Regions from separate parts of the Mus musculus genome. Here region 2 is linked to region 1. A link is a contact called in public Hi-C data. All regions are on one chromosome and are shown on one strand. The core of a region is the stretch at or near the end of the contact, and the rest is flanking DNA. Distances in the headings are between cores, read along the strand shown. Region 1 holds the start of Disc1 (disrupted in schizophrenia 1). Region 2 overlaps Disc1 (disrupted in schizophrenia 1).

Region 1 (3,438 bases), core at 634-3,133:
CATCCCTACCTGCCCTGGCCACCATGCTCACGAACCCATGGGGGTAACAACAGGGCAGCTGGAGAAAGAGGCTGGCTGCTATCCTCAGAACATGCCATCCTCTCTGAGGTCACCTCCTGGTGAGCGCTCCCAGGAGATGAAACTATCTTCACTTTTATGTGTGTGCATCTGTGAGCACGCATGTGTACAGGTGCTCATGAACAAAGTGGCAACTGAGGTTTTTTTTTAATCTGATTCTGATAATTTTGTAAGTTTTAAAACATTCATTTTCATTTTGTGTATGTGTCTGTCTGTCTGTCTGTCTGTCTGTCTGCGTGATGGTGACAGGGATAGCTAGAAGAGGGTGCCTGATTAGTCCTCTGGAGCTGCAATTGCAGGTAGCAGTGAGCTACTCAGGATAGATGCTGTGAAACTGAACTCTGATCCTCTGCAAGAATGCTATGTGCTCTGAACTGTTGGGCCAGCTTTCCAGCCCCTGTTTTAAGACAGTTTATGTTATATATTCAGAGGTATGCCTAGTTATCCTCGGGAGTGAGTCAGGTAGACCTGAGAGTGTTTATGGCAGGCTGGCCAATTCAACTGTATTTACTACGGAGTGCCTCCTGAGGAGGAGAGGCGTTCCATTCGTTTTAGCTGACCACTTCAGATCGATCGCAGGCCATCACTGAGGGGAGTCAAGGCAGGAACCTAAGGCAGGCCTGCTTGCTATAGCACACAGCATTAACCTCCAATGGAGAGCTCACTTCACTGCCAATCAGGTATAGCAGGAACCACAGAGGACGCTGTTTGCCAGCTGGCTCGTAGATGGGCTTCAGCTCACTTAGCTTTCTTGGATAGTTCGAAACCTAGGTAATGGTGCCGCCCACAGTGGGCTGGGCCTTCGAAGGCCAGTTAACTGTCCAGACCTTTCTTACAGACGCGATACGGGCCAATCTGATCTAGGTAATCATGGACTAAAGCTCTCTGCTCACAGGACCCTAGGCTATGTCACACTGACAGGTAAAGCAAACTAGGATACCAACACAGTGCCTTTTTCAACCCTGTTACCCTACCCACTGCACTAAATCCTGACTCTGCTCATGTCTTTATCAACTTCAGCCGCATCCGCCCGTGCTTACCCGAAGGTTCCTGGTAAGAGGCAACTGCTCTGGCCCACCTTTCCAGCACCTGGTCTTTTTTCTAGGGCCACAGGCTCCTCCCTTCCAGCACGCACTCTCCCAGGCTTCTTCCCACTGCCCCATGCTCCACCCACAGTCAGGTCTCCGGCTGACTCCATGCAGTTCAGTTTTGTAGGTTTATTTTTGCCTCGGGGTCCAGAGGCGAGGTTATGACGGGCCTAACCCCTGACTGGCACTTCCTGTACCCACTGTCCTGTAGCAGGTGCTTTGCTGAAGCAGCCAAAGGGAAGGGATGGGGGAGGTGAGCCAGCTGCCAGGAGCTTGGCACAAGCCAAGGCTTGTGCCGTGCTCCTGGCCAGCCCCGTGCTGCCAGAGATTCGATTCTCAAGTCATTTTTAACAGCTGCTCCCACCCCCCCCGACCTGTCATCTGTCACTTTCCTTCGGCTTCACCGCGACTTGGTAGGAAGAAGTCCCTCTCTTGACCACCCCGCCTTTTACTCCCAGGGTCTGGGAAGCGCCCAGTCTTTCGGTCCCTGGCCACACTGCCCCATCACACTTCCCCTCCTTGGTTTCCTCCAAGTGAAAAGCAAAACTTTCTGCGCTGCGGTCTGGGAGCCGCGAGGGGCGGCGCGCGCGCGCTAGCGAGGGGCCGAGGCTGGAGAGGAAGCGGCGGTCCTGGGCAGGAGGAAGAAGCCAGCCCTCGGCTCGGCCCCCTGCCCGTTTCCCGCCGCCTCCGCGGCCGCCGCTACCACCATCACCACCACAGTCACCGCCGTCCGGGGCGCAGCCGGCCGCACGATGCAGGGCGGGGGTCCCCGGGGCGCTCCGATCCACAGTCCGAGCCACGGCGCAGGTAGGGCCCGGGGTTCTGGAGGAGGGCGAACGAGGCCTGCCGAGATCCGGGCGCACCCTGATGCAGGGGAGGGAAATCGAGGCAGTGAGCGGGGAGTGCAGGGTGCGGGCGGTCGTGTCCCCAGCTCCCACTGCAGCTCCCGTCCAAGCGCGTCCCCGTCCCGAGAGTCCGGCCGCCCTGAGGCGCAGTCGGCGAAGGGCGCGCCCGCACTCCTTCCTTGCGAGGTCCCGGTGGCCGCGAAGGTTTCCGCAGCGCCCAAGTGCAGCTCGATCCCAGGACTCCCTCGGGTGGCCGGCGCAGACGCTGCGGGGACGCGGGGCGAGGTTGAGAGAGGTGTGGGAACTGCAGCCCGCACCTCCCGTGGGGCTGCTCGCCGCCCACTTCCGAGTGTGGACTGTGACGCGCAGGGCAGCGCAGGCTGAGGGGACCCGCTCCATTTCCTCTGTCAGCTTGGGCCACGTACCAACCCCGGTGATGACATCGAGTTAAGTGGGTGGCCGCTTTTCAACCTCAGCAACTCACTGTCAGAAACCCCAAGAAAAGAACGTGATGGCACACGCCTCTTTTCCTAGCACTCGAGAGACAGGAAGACTGTGGAGACTTTCTAATACAATCTGGGCTACAATAGTGAGACTCTATCTCAAAAACCAAAATCAAATCAGAACAATGAAAAATAAAACAAGCACGGAGATCTGCTCCAGACTGGGCTTTGCAGTTTGGGCGTGTGCTGTGCCAAGGAGAGAAGGCAAAGGACTTAGGAGCTTCTTTTGGCTCTTGGAGCCTCAGTTTACCCATCTGTGAAAGGAGCACTAATCACTAGCTTCCCTACCTCCTTAACTGGCTTCTATGAAGACATTTTTGCAATTGGGAGTTGGAAAATACAGGGTTGGTAGGTGGGTGTAGGGTAAGAGTCTTCTGCACCCGCATCCTGGACTCGGGAATGCCTTAGTTTTTCAATTTGTAAAATGGAGCTGATTTTCCTGCCTACGTGGTAGATTTTAAAAGGGGTTTAATGTGGTAGGAGGACATGAAACCCCTGGCCAAATCTCTGCGATACAAAGCAAATTCTCAAAAATCTCTTAGTTGCCCAGGCTAGCCTTAAATCTGCTGCCTAGCCCAGGCTGGCCTCCAATTTGCTAGCCTTTGCCTCCCAAGTGCTGGGATTACAGGTGTGCTCCACTACGCACGGGTCCTTAAGTATTATTTTGACCATGCAAGACCTAAATAATCGTGGGCAATACAGGAATGCCAGTGTGACATGTTAGTGTCTGAGTTACAGGGTATTTGAAAAGACATTTGGCACCTGACATGGAGACCGTTGAGGTTTAGCCAGGATTCTGCCCACAGCAAATAGAGCCCTGGATGAGAAACCTGCTTTCTGAGCTGTCTCTCCAAGTCTCGGGCTTTCTCTTCTGTTTATAAGAAAGAGAAAGCACCTGGGCTGTAATTATTACCTTAGCCCTGA
Region 2 (3,438 bases), core at 629-3,128, 180 kb after region 1:
CTCTGTGGTCTCAGGTGTGCACTGAAGTGTCCTGGAACATTGTCCCCATGGAGAAGCTGTTGTGAGCACTTAGCGTTTAGTGAGACCAGCATCTGTTGGGGGTCATGAGTGTCTTGAATCTTAAGATGATAGATTTGGGGGGGGGGGGCAAAATGATAGGACCAGAGACCAGTCTCATTGCCTGGTAGCTGGGAAGAAGAATCTGGGAGGGGTGAGAGATGAGTTCTGTCTTCTGGTGTAGTCACCTGATGGTGTGTATGTCTGAATCATGGCTTTCCAGCAAAGAAAAGAATGGATATTATTGCACATAACTTTCCAGAAGTGACTAAGAGTTTAAAGCAATGTCTGCCTGCCTAAAATCAGGTCTGTACATGAAGCAGTGGACTTGGCTCAGGACTCGAGTGCTCAGAGTGAGAGAGGCAGAGCGTGGAGGTCTGAGCCTGGAGTCTCTCTGCTTGGGCTCTGTCTCTGCTGCTGGTAGGCCATATTTTCTTATTCACTGAAACAATACCAGTAACAACATGGGCTGAGGATGGCTCACTGGGTAAAGTGCTTGCTGTCCAAGTGTGGGGCCCTGAGTTAAATTCCCAGCACCCACATAATAGGCTGGGCATGATAGGCATGCAGGTTTGTAATCCCAGCACCGGGGAGGTGGAGACAGAAGGGTCCCTGGGATTTGCTCTACTTGCCTAACTGGTGAGCTTCGGGGCAGTGAGAGACCCTGTTTCACAAAGAAACAACAACTGACTCTGTCCTCAATATGTATACACACACAAATGGTCTCCCTGTGCACACTTTTCTTACACACATGAACATGCATGCAAGCTCATACACATATACCTATACATACACACTCACATACACACACACACACACACACACACACACACACACACACACAAATAACAACGGCTATAAAAAATCAAGAGAGAACAATCAGAACTAACTTTTTAGTTGCATTAATGACCCTTCCTGTTATTATGGCCAAATGCCCAATAGATTCAGGAGAGGAAAGGACATCTTTGGCTCACTATTTCAGAGGGCTCAGATGGTCACGGTGAGGTGTGTGTGAGCAGAGCAGCCTGTGCCACCTTAGTTGCAGACTCTGTGCACTCGGTAAAGCCTAGCTCGTGCTGATCTCTGTGTCTCTGCCTTTCTGGAGACCACATCTCAAACAGCTTTTGCTAATCCAGTTTGCTCCCATTATCAGGAGGAGAACCGAGCAGTGAACTAGACATGTGCCTGAGGAGAGAAAGGTTTACCAAAGGGGACGTCTTGCTTGTGTTTGCTGGAAGGCTTTAGACCCCTGAGGCTCAGAGGTGTGCCGGTTAGGGGTCCCCTGGTGAAGGCGCTTTTGCCTTCCCGTCTTGCTTCTGGGGGGTGGCTATTGAAGTCCGGGGAATGATGTGTTTATCTTGAGGCAAAATGTTTCTTTGCTTTGCAGCTCCAGGTGTGTTTGGCTTTGCAGGGCTCTGTTGTGCGGGGCCACCCCACACTGGTTTGTTATTGAAGCATGACACCCTGGGGGCAGGCAATTGCTTTTCAATCCAAATCTTCCATGACAAATCATGGGCTTCTTACAGAGGTCCACGGGGGAAACGGTTTCAAAGCCTCTCCTTGCTTATCTGGCCAGCACAGTGATACGCATTTCGGAGGCACATTGTTCAGGGAGTGAACACCAGCCCTGTGGCTGAAGGTCCCTGCCAGGCTAAAAGCCATTACCTTCATTCTGCAGCCGAGTCCGTGAAGGCAAAACCCTTTGCTCGATGACGCTTTGTTCCAGAGGAAGTCAGCAGCCCAGCTAAGGCATGCGTGTGCACAGATTGTGAGAGCCCTTTCTTTTCTAGCGTCCTGGGAGTTCTCTGCCGAGTCTCACGCTGCTGTTGGCTCTGGTTTATAGATGGTTCCAACCTTGCACGGAAGCCAGGCAGAAGCTGGGGCAGGGGGTAGGGGGGCAGGGAACAGCATTCCAGGCTCCTGAACTGAAGGGGCACTGCCCGTGCTGTTCTGACCCCAATACCTTTGGGATCCTTTCTTTCCCGACTGTAGCCTGCCTGCCCACGCCAGCTGCTTTCTTGTTCTAATGAGTTTCCCTCCTGCCTAGTTCCCTGGACAGCATGACTCCCTCTGACTTCCCTCTGAGCTGTGTCCTTTCCAAGCCAGAGGCTGCCACCAAGCAAGCTAAAATAAGCCAGAGAGAAGCTGGCGCACCACAGAGGTATCCCACACCACACATTTAGCAACCAGAAAATCGCTACTGCTTTCTGCAAGCAAAGAATCCTGCAGCAAAGACAGCAGACACCTTAGCCTTGTCTCTTCTGAGGCTGGCATCCAGAATGCCAGGGCCACCCTTCCCCAGTCACCTCAGAATCATAGCTCACAGAAGACAGGCTGACAAAGGGGGAAAGTGTGACAAATTTATTTAATCAAAGTTTTATGAGACATGGGAGCCTTTAGAAATAGCTCAGGGGAAACTCTGTTTTTTTTTTGTTTTTGTTTTTGTTTTTGTTTTTGTTTTGTTGTTGTTGTTGTTTTTGTCTTTTCTTTGTGTTTGTTTGTTTAGGATGTCCTGGTTTGAGGGAGAATGGGCAGTGTTATGGTTTAGACAACAAACATCCCTCTGAAAGTTCATGTGTTAGGGCTTGGACCTTAGCCGGTGGCAATATTTTGAGAATCTGGGGAGATAGTGGGAGGGGGTGAGGGTGGCCTTTGGGGACACATTGTCTCTCACCCCTCCTTGTCTTGCTTTCTACTTCCTGACCATTGTACTTTGCATGTGACATGTTCCCTAAAGGCTCTCTAATTTGAACATTTGGTCCCCGGTGAGTGGCACAGTTTGGGAAGGCTGGAACCTTTAGCTGGCAGAGCCTCCTTGAGGAAGTAGGGTCACCGAGGACAAACTTTCTGAGTGTTGTATCTAGATCTTACTCCTTGTTCATTCTCTGCTCCCTAATTAGAGGTATGGTGTGACTAACCGACCTCCCACTCCTTCTACCATGTCCTCCTGGCCTATGGGAGCGAGAGGTGCCAACCACCAGTTACGCCCCTGTACCAGCAGAGAAAGGGAGCTGAGATGTAGGTACCATGCAGTCGTCCTTCTTTGCTTGTTGACTGTGGTTACAACGTGACCACCGAACACAAGCCCCTGGCCTCTGTGACCACCTCATCGGGAAAGACTATAGCCTTGACTTGTGGCGTAGAATGGACTCTTTCTCCCTTTAGTTGCTTCTCCTAATCTATTTTTACCACAACAACACACTAGAAACGAAAACACAAGGTAAGAAGATGAATGGTCATCTGTTCCTGCAAATTCCACGGCCATCAAGCCAAGCATCCCTGTGTTGAGTCCTCTTATCAATGAGCCCAGACAAACCCTTCATCTCTTTACACTGCGTAGGATGGATGCTGCATGCTTTGGTCACTGTGAGAACAGGGACC

Evidence for each region. Hi-C and Micro-C count contacts between places; a contact is called where the count stands out from the background.
Region 2: a contact with region 1 is called in a Hi-C map of uterus, with 3 times the contacts expected there. The contact joins the enhancer-like site here to the promoter of Disc1 in region 1. A contact is called at or near these places in 2 of 484 Hi-C or Micro-C datasets (macrophages and uterus).

Annotation. Positions count from the first base shown.
Region 1 is chr8:125,052,312-125,055,749 of GRCm38.p6, forward strand. Disc1 (disrupted in schizophrenia 1) reads left to right here and starts at 1,884. Exons shown (of 13, transcript NM_174854.2): 1 at 1,884-1,973. The coding sequence starts at 1,919.
Region 2 is chr8:125,234,598-125,238,035 of GRCm38.p6, forward strand. All of the region lies in intron 11 of Disc1 (disrupted in schizophrenia 1), which reads left to right. Among named protein-coding and RNA genes, the nearest start is that of Gm30713, 150 kb to the right of the region's middle. Within about 2 kb of position 1,879, at least 72 of the 459 cell types and tissues checked have an H3K27ac peak or open chromatin away from gene starts, as enhancers often do. A contact at or near this core is called in uterus, where this site is marked.